Regions from separate parts of the Mus musculus genome. Here region 2 is linked to region 1. The links are chromatin contacts, called in public promoter capture Hi-C maps. All regions are on one chromosome and are shown on one strand. Each heading gives the region's core, a stretch centred on a gene start, on an enhancer-like site or on the middle of the called end of the contact. The rest is flanking DNA. Distances are from core to core; before and after follow the strand shown. Region 1 holds the start of Thsd1 (thrombospondin, type I, domain 1). Region 2 holds the start of Plat (plasminogen activator, tissue).

Region 1 (4,896 bases), core at 1,967-4,466:
GGAGTTAGCTACTCTTAGTCTCTAGTCTCATCTCTTAGACATCTGGAGGAGGAAGCTGCAGTGGCTGGTCTTTGCACACACTGATCAGTTACTCATAAGTACTCGTATTCAGGCTCCCGAGGAGAGCTTTGCCATTCCTCTGGAGCCTGACCCATATGGGTAACAGCTTTGCCAAATTATGACAAGACAGTTGGCTTTGGAGTTGTTGACAGGCTGTGCCCATCCGAACACACATTCACTCACAACCTCCAGTCCCTACAGCCAATCATGTGACACCTGCTTTGACTCCTCACTGTCCAACATCACCGAATGCACTCAGGACACTTCTAATTGTTAAAATTCACTAGGTGACTTTCGGGTCAACAGGTCCGTCCTTCCAGGAGGCTTCTCAACCAGCTCAGCCTGTCTGAGATCTGCCTTGCCTTGCTCAAATTCTAAGGCATGAGCCGTACCCACAACATAAGAGGAAAAGTCAGATTGCTCACACGTAAGATCCTGATTTCACAAGCTGTTATTATCAGGTGAAAATTGGGTCATCTATGTTCTCCCTTGTGTCCTGATGTGAAATCGTTATGATTTCCAGATCATTGCTTATTAAAGTAAAGAACATTTGTATACAGGTGGTTATTAAGAGTATACATTTTATAGTTGCACAGGTCACTAGAATATTCGCTGACTCACAAAGAGTTCAGTGAGTAGGGGAACTTGGCCCTGCACATGCTAGGTTAAGTGCGCTTCCACTGAGCTATCTTCCTAGCCAGCATTCAGTGTATGGTGAAAGCCAGTTTGAGTTCAGTCCTGAGGTCCTACCACTGTCCTTCCTCTGATGTTACCTTTATTTCAGAAAAGATTTATATCATGTTTGTCTCATAAAGACAGTAATACAGGGTCTTTGTTGGTGTTTCTATTGCCATGACCAAAAGCAGTGTGGGAAGAAAAGGGCTTATTTCAGTACAGTCCATCACTGAGGTAAATCATAGCAGGAATCTGGAGGCAGGAGCTGATGCAAAGCCACGGAGGGTGCTGCTTACTGGCTTGCTCAGTCTGCTGTTTCATAGTACCCAGACCCATCAGCCTAGGGATAGCCCCACCCACAATGGGCCCATCAATCACTAATTAAGGAAATGAGCTATATAGGCTTGCCTATAGTGTGATTTTTATGGAAGCATTTTTTTTTAATTGAGGTTTCAGATGACTCTAGCTTGTGTTAAGATGACATAAAACTAGCCAGGATAGTCAGTTTCTCATGAACTATAATTTAAAATGATGAGACATTTCAATAAGGCTGATACATTTTTTAAAGGATTTTTTATTACATTTTGTTTTTTTAACATTTCAAATGTTATCCCCTTTCCTGGTTTCCCCTCTGAAAACCCCCACCCCTTTCCCCCTCTCCCTGCTCACCAACCCACCCAATCCCGCTTCCTGGCCCTGGCATTCCCCTACACTGGGGTATAGAACCTTCACAGGACCAAAGGCCTCTCCTCCCATTGATAACCGACTAGACCATCCTCTGCTACATATGCGGCTAGAGCCATGAGTCCCAACCATGTGTTTTCTTTGGTTGGTGGTTTAGTCCCAGAGAACTCTGGAGGGTACTGGTTAGTTCATATTGTTCTTCCTATAGGGTTGCAGACCCCTTCCGCTCCTTGGGTACTTTCTCTAGCTCCTTCATTGGGGACCCCGTGCTCCGTCCAATGGATGGTTGTGAGCATCCACCTCTGTATTTGTCAGGCACTGCAGAGCCTCTCAGGAGACAAGGCTGCTATTTTTAAAATGCATGTAAGATTTAAGTCTCACAACCAAAAAGTGACCTTTTTTTGGTGAGAGTGTCCTTGGGAAGGTTAATACAGAGCAAGGTGCCTTTTGTGTTTCACTGACTCCCCACAAAACTTTAACTGCTATATTCCTTTTATTGCAGAGGAAAGCTGGGATTGGGCAACTCAGGGCTACCTGGAATCACCAAGTGCGACCATAAGACTTTACCCGCTGAACTCTACACAGGCGCTTCCATTGAGATTTTTTTAAATTGCATTTTGTTTTTTGTTTTCAAAACCAATAGTCCCAGGAACTATCTGATGTTCATATGGCAGGCACGAATTTGAAAGGGATCCTACCTTGAGCTGATGAATGACAGAGCAGATCGTATTGACGGCAGTGAGAACTTCCTTGGTCACTTGGTTGATTACTCCCTAGAAAAACTTGACCTTTGATGGCATCTAAGTGACTGCGCTGTCTTTTAAGATCAACTTTCTGCAACTGGCATAATCTCCAAACTTGAGGCGAAATTTACAAGCCAACCATTGGCTCCCCCTCACCAACTTGCTAAGCAAGAGCTCCGCTGCTGCTCTGTATGTAGTGCCTCGCCCACAGTCTGCCTCCAGGAACAGGCTCTCGTTTGTACAGTCCAGGCTGACCAGGTATGTGAAATCCTGTTTCCCCAGTTCCTGAGATTACAGGCACATGCCCCACATCCAGTCTCATGGGTCTGACACATGCACAGTAAATCCACACAACTCGGTCCTAACATGCTTCACTCCTCGAGAGTTTCCTGGTACCTCTTGCTGGGTGCTGGCCATCTAGAGGCTATGCTGATTTCTATTACTAAATTTGTCTGTTAAGTGGTTGTTACACGCAAAAGAAAGCTCACTGCACAGCGCTGGATGGCAAGTGCAGCTGTTAAACCACGTGAAACGTAGCCTCCGGTTCTTTCAGAAAGAAAATACTTGTAGAATAGACTTTTTTAAATGTTTATTTTTAAAATGTTTAATTAACCAAGTTTTGCTCCAGAGGAAGAGAAAGGAAAATGCGCTTTATCTGAAGTATATTCCTTTCAAACTCCAGTGACATTTGGGGGAGCAAGTTTAGAAATTACCCATACCACTTTTTGGCTCTTCTTGTGATCACCCTCCAAAAGAAAATGACATGGGGGAGAAGTGAATGGTTTAAGTGCAAGGCTGCTGGCTCTCTCTTAAAGCACTGGGTCTTTGCAGCGGGAAGTGGACTGTGGGTGTAAATACGTGCTGCACTAGCAGCGACCACACCTCCTAGCAGGGCCTCTGGACCCAGAGTTTCCTGCAGGTTTCCTCTCCACAGGGCAAGCTAGGGGCGGGCAGGAAAGGAAGATGCGCTGCCCAGGAGTGGGAGCGGGGCGGACCTCTTGCGCTTGACCCCCGCCCTCTGAGAGCCCGCCTCGGGGCGTGGTCCCGGCAGCCTGGGAGCGTGCCGGAGCTCTGGACCCGGGCGGGCGTGCAGCTGCGGGACGGGAGATGCTCGGTCAGTCACCCTGTGGCCGCTGAGGCTCCCCTCTCACTTCCGCCGTGCCAGACAGACCCGACCCGAGGTAAGGATCCGAAGCTCAGGTGGCCCACCACCAGGGCGGGCACCTGGCGCAGGCGTGGCCGAATGACGGGACTCTCAAAGGCAGGAGTTCAGATTGGAACCTTTGGAAACTCAACGTTGCGACATACGTTTGTGGCTTTCCAAAAGTCTCTTTCTGGGATACTAACAATAAGCAATGACCTCAGTAACAAGTTTTATGCTGACTACCACTGGACTGGGTTTGCACCCGGGAACTTGAAGCACCTCTGGAAAGTGAGTTGGTAGGAGAGCAGGGCTTCACGGGGGACGCACAGCTCACCCCATGGTTGGGATAGAGAAAGCTTGTTCAGAAGCGCAGCTCTGGGATCCAGATTGCCTCCTAACAGACATTATTCCTGGATCTATACACAGAAGCCTTGCTTGTGAAATTACTTTGTTTCTCCTTCTATTCTTTTATTTTCCTCCTTTTATTCTTTAACGATGTCCTGTGGATATAAATTAATTTTCCTTTGTTGTCGGCTATGAATCATTTAGCTGCTTTCTGAAAAGCTTGGCTTTAAGGGGGGGAGGGGGTGATTCTGTTAGCCATTGAGAATATCCACACACACTTTTCTCCACTTTCTCGGCTGGGACTTTTACTGTTTTTCTTAGCTCCAAAGGTTCAAACCCAGGGTCTCTCACATGCTAGGCAAGTCCTCTACCACCCAAGCCCTATACAAAGCATTTCAAACATCTTGAAAATGTTCCCACTTTCCTACTTTCTTAAAATGATTCTCAGCACCAAACATTTTACTCAGCAACTACTCAGGGAATTGGGGACGTGGTGAAAAAAGGTAATAATCAGTAGTGCCCCCTCCCATTTTAGAGGCTTATTATAATCATCATCATAGTGCATGCCCTAATGCTCAGGTAGACTGCGTTCTATAATTCCATCTCTGTCCAGCTCTAAGTACAGATCATCACACAGGTCTGTATTTAACCACCCATCTTCATAAGCAAGAAAATGCAATCACAGAATCAGTGATGAGAAAGAGTTTTAAGAAGAATATTATCTCCGAGAAGCAAGCCATCCAAGAAAGCTGAGTTCACCTTTCCGGAGGCCGCTGCTAGGTGGTGTCCTATTATGTTGTCTAGGCTGGTCTCAGACTCCTAGGCTTAAGCCATCCTCCTGCCTCAGATTTTGGGGGGAGCTACAGATGCTGGGGCCACCATGGGATGCTTCCTCTGAGTCTTTCATCTGAAGTCTTAAAGTCGTGTTCCCCATCCAAATTCAAGGTAATGATTAGATCAAATCCAAGGCGACTTCCACTAAAACAGAATTTCCTTTTTTGATGCGCTGAGGAAAGGAAGGGAGGCCAATCATCTGCATAGTTAAGCTGCAACCCCCACCCCTTCGTTTTCAGGAAGTGCAGAGTTTCCTTTGTTCTCCTAGCTCTTACTGAACAAAAGCTAATAGAGACACACCAGCTTCCTTCCCACTGAGTGGTGGCTTGTTTCAATCTGCCTGCTTAACTCTGTTAATTCTGTCTTCTATCAGAAGGTATGGAGTCTGTGTTTGCAAAGTTATACACGGGT
Region 2 (4,803 bases), core at 2,086-4,585, 530 kb after region 1:
CCTGCAGTTCCCCTCTTACTAACACGCATTGGATAATCTTGTTCACGTTGTGACCCCAATGGTGCTTGGAAGATAGTTTGACAAAGTCTCTAAAGGCACCTTCACCCTTGCTGGGAAATCAAAAAGCCTTCCCTTCCACAGGGCTAGCCACCTGAGTAGGCGCCTTGCCAGTGACCCACATCTCCAGCCCTGAAACCCTTAAGTGGCTTATTAAATCTGAAACAGCAGGTCCTTCAGCAAAAAGCATTTTCCCTCCCGTGGCATTCTGGTTGAGTCATGTAACAAACCCTGTGAGTCTCTAGCATTCTCATCCGAAACACAAGAAAGCAAATCTAAACACAAGCAAACAGACAGAAAAGAGCAAACTTCCTGGTGTCCAACCTGGCCCTCTGCCTTGGGCCACATAGCTCTTGGGTGACTAGCCGCTGGATTGGAAGCTCAATGAGGTGGCAGTGGGCCCAAAGAAAGGAAATCCTAGTTTGAAGATTCAAAACAGATCAACCTAAGGAACTTGATTCCTACCACCAAGGAACTGACTGAAAATACAATCTGTTTGGAAAGAAGTTGAATAGATTCCGGAGCAAGACCATGGTAAGTCACTAAAAGCACATTTCTGTCATTGGAACCTGCCTGTATGGACAGCTGCTGCTTCCTCATGCTGGTGTAAGATTCATGAGCTGGGCATATCCAGATGTGCCTGCATCTGGTATGAAGTCACTTTCTTTTTCTCAGAGTGGTATGCAGGTACCATGAAAGAAACTGAAAAGAAAAATCCATCCGTTGCTACAGCAATCGAGCCCTAATGCTGTGTTTTAATCTTTATCTACTCATCCTTGTGGGGTTTATAGAATTTACATCACACTTAGGGGCAAGGTGATATTCCTAATTTTGGTATGTCTATATAACTGTGGTATCAATCATCCTCAGACCATACAATACTGTACTATGCTGATATGTCGAATGCCAATACTCCTCTATTTTTGAGCATCTAAATTATCTTCAGTGTCACATGATCAAAACAATGGTTTAGACCAGGCTTCTGGATGGTGCATTCTTGGAGTTCAAGGTCAGCCTGAGTTACATAGTTCCAAAACAAGCAAGCAAGCAAACAAACAAACAAACAGAACCCAAGGTTTTATAATCATGTGTGGAATTTTAAAACTTATTGTTATTAGGTTAAAATTTCAGAAGTCTGCTCCAGGAGAATTGCCTGATTTTTAACTTTTCATTTTCATCACTTCGAACGATTTGTTAGAATAGTGCAAATCCCTCTTGTACAGTCTGGTAAGCGATTCTTCATAGCTATCACCATCTCCAAGAGGACTTTGCTTTGTCCTATCCATTTTTTTCCTCAGGGAGTGCATGAGCCTGCAATTCACCCACCTGGTCCAGCTAGCCAGTGTAAGTCTCCAGTGCAGATGAAGGCCTGGACAGTATATGCTGCCTTTACTACTTCTAAGCGGATATGAGCGAACGTCTGTTAACTCTAGACTGAGAACAGACAAAGGAAACAATTCCATGGGTCTAGCCTGGAGAACTAAACAGTGAATTCAACTGGGGTAACTTCCAGAAGTATGAGATGAGGGGTGTCCTCTGGTCAAGTCCCTCACAAAGAAAAGTCCCTCACCACCTCAGCATTTGTTAATAGCCCATCCCTGTGTCCTCGGGGAGAAATGGGGCAGGGAGATGCAGGTCTATGAGCCTTGGGCCTTAATAGGGTCTAATTTCAGGGCAGGACCAGCCATGGCATGCATGAGGAGTCCCTACATCCCAGCAGTGTATTCCCAATAATGCCATCTGGATATTTACCTCATTTGTCCTTAAAAGCTGATCCCCTTTTAAAGGAGATGCTTTTAGTCTGTACACAGAGCACCTGCCTCCTGGTTAATAGCTGTGTTGTCAGCTTCTTGCCCACTTCTCTTTCCTTGGGCTATCCTGGGAATCACATCACTTCTTAATTAGTTTTCTCATCATGGTTTTTGTCCTGATACCTCGTCAGCTGTCCACTTCCATTGCCCCCAACAAAGGGATCATTAAGCCAACTCTCTGCCCCCACAGGTGACACACACTACAGAGAGGACCCCCATTGCAGAAGCTAGCCTTAGGAACTCTTTCTTCAGCACTTCATTTTCTTATCCATCTGCCCCCAAGTTATTGTACTTGGAGCCCTTTGGAGCAAAGGGCTCCTAGGCAAGTTTCCCAGGATGTGATATCATTAAGATTTATTTTCACTCCCCCCACCCCACCCCCCTGCAATCCTTTGACTAAAATCAAAGTTCCCATTGTTATGGTATCAGCTTCCCATTTGTATTTCTGGCTCTTCAGTCTTGCTTCCCACCCCCCCCCACCCCCACCCCCCGGAGTCTGACAGGGGAAACAGACTCACAGGTGGTAGAAACACAAAAGCTGGGGTTTCGGAGGATGTGTGTGTGTGTGTGTGTGTGTGTGTGTGTGTGTGTGTGTGTTTATGGAGGGGAGTGTGCATTTAGCAAAACTCAGGGCACCTGTGATTACTGAGAAACCCTCCTCTCAGCTCCACGCCAGCCGAGATTGACAGAGGCCACTCGCCCACCCCTCTGATGTGCAAGCAGCTGCAGATGAAGACTAAACTGGAATTTTGGGTGACCTGGTGCCCCGAGACTGCCGAGGCTTTGGTAGGTTGTGAAAGGGTCATCAGAATAGTAGTTTTCAGGAGCTTTTATTGTCTGCCTCCGGGGTGTGGGGCTTAGAAGAAGGATGGCTTAGGATAGAATTTCAGGGTGCTGAGGCTGAGAGACCTGCCCATTTCCCCACTTTTCTCAATTCTCTGAGAGATCTCTGCTGAGATGCCGCAGAGAAGCACCTCAGTCTAGGAGAGCAGGTCAGAGGTAGGGAGCGCACCAAAAGTCATGTGCGTTCTATCTCCAGTCACACCCAACCCAGCTTATCATCATCTGCCCGGCCAATTAATTGCCCACGTGTCCTGAGGGGTAGTTGCTTCAAATTCCAGAAGACCTCTCCCCCATCCCCAACTGGGCGGGGCTGTTTAGAACTATAAACTCATGGGTCAAGACAGGAGCTTAGAGCAGCAGATCCTTACAGTTCCTTTTAGGCCTTTGAGACCGGGGTTTTAAAACAGGATGAGTCTTAAGTCCCCTCCAACTCTGAAAATTCCTGTGATTCGATGACATCAGTACGGTGAATAATCAAACTGGCGGCAAGCCAAGACTGGCTGTGCTCCTCCGCGCGCACTTCCTCCCCCTCCTTAGAGACACCGGCTGCTCCATTGGCTCCTCAGTCCACCCACCAGCAGAGGAGAAACCCCGCCCACACCTCTGGCCCCACCCCTTCTTCATCCTTCAAATTGGCTGGAGCTGTTCAGGGAGACAGAGCCTGCAGGAACTCAAGAGCTCAGCGTCAAGGAGAGGCCCCTGCAAGAGTGGGAAAGAAGCAAGCACTCTCGGTAAGTTAATTTCTGCCGGTATCTAACAGCTGACTCTTCTTCTGTCCCTTTAAAGTCTTTGGGGGCAAACTGAGCCAGTGAAGGGATGCTTAATGGAAGCACAGACAGAGGACCAGCCAGCATCATCCAGGGTTCTTTGCAATGACCCTGGGTAAGCTGAGGTGAGAGGGAGAGAATGGGAGAGAGGTGTCTCTTGCAGAAGTTTTGCTTGCACAGGGGAGAAAGCAAACAGAATGACTCCGGTTCTTTCAACAGACAATGGGAGCAGCACTAACGGGCAGTAACTAGATTCAGCTGCCTTCCTGAGCTGAGAAGCCAGAGTTGTATGGCTACCTTCTGACCAAGGAACACACTAAAAAACAGGCTGGGCATCAAGGAGGGGGCATTTTGCCTGGGCAGCATGATTAACTAGGCTGGCAGAGAGAAGCTGAGATTTTTAGGAACCTCTCATTACTAGTGGGAGTCAGGATGCAAAACCTCTCGTCTCTCGGGAGTTCATCGCATCCTCTCTTCCGTTCTTCCAGTCAATCTCACCCTTGGACATCAAGCACAGATGTGTTTGCTTTTTCATGCTGCAGCTGGAAGAGTCTAAAGGCTCTCTGGATTCCTTCAGGACCTTTGTTTTCTTAACCTCACAGAAACAGCGGGAGGATGGATGGAGTGGGGGGAGGGAGAGATGGTGTGGGCGTGGGAGGAAAGTATGCAGCGCTCCAAGATAACTAAGGACGAAGCTTCAGTGCAAAGAAAAGCAGTAGCAATGCTTTAATTTGATGGCCAGCTTAGAATGATGCCGTGGTCTTCCGCAGCTGATAATGGGGCAGGGGCATATACAAAAAACGTGTGTCTGTTGTGGTGGTGGATATTTAACAATCCTGCGAGCGCGTCACAAATACAACTGGAGTACACTTACAGAAAAATACAGCTAGGGATTTTCACTGAGATCCAGACGTGGCCTGTCCAGAACAAATCTATGCAGGTCAGTGGAAGGTAGAGTGGGCACAGCCAGTGAGGGTTAAATAATATTCAGCCCCAGACCAGATACTGGAAACACTATAATGTAAACAGTCCCTCTGACCATCCTGTTCAATCCACCTAAAGTGTTTTTAGGAGAGCCAGCCTGTATCCTGGCAGGGGCAGTACTAGCTGCACCCCCCCACCCCGGACCAACTGGATTAGGACGGAGTTTCCAGGACACCCCCAGATTATTTGGAAAGTCTCCTGTGAGTTCTACAGCAGCTGGCCTGCTCTCTCCCAGACCCAGGATGCTTGATGCAGCCGGGAGGAGCAGAGGAACATCTATATTTCCGCTAAGGCTTTGGGGACTGAAGCTGCACACATCAAGACTGCTCACTGAGCAGGGT

The links. Promoter capture Hi-C pulls out the DNA fragments that hold promoters and counts their contacts.
Region 2: a contact with region 1 is called in a promoter capture Hi-C map of embryonic stem cells, with 2.9 times the contacts expected there. The contact joins the promoter of Plat here to the promoter of Thsd1 in region 1. A contact is called at or near these places in 2 of 39 promoter capture datasets (cranial neural crest and embryonic stem cells).

Annotation. Positions count from the first base shown.
Region 1 is chr8:22,224,087-22,228,982 of GRCm38.p6, forward strand. It overlaps Thsd1 (thrombospondin, type I, domain 1), which reads left to right and starts at 3,217. Exons shown (of 5, transcript NM_019576.2): 1 at 3,217-3,343.
Region 2 is chr8:22,754,387-22,759,189 of GRCm38.p6, forward strand. Plat (plasminogen activator, tissue) reads left to right here and starts at 3,336. Exons shown (of 14, transcript NM_008872.3): 1 at 3,336-3,442.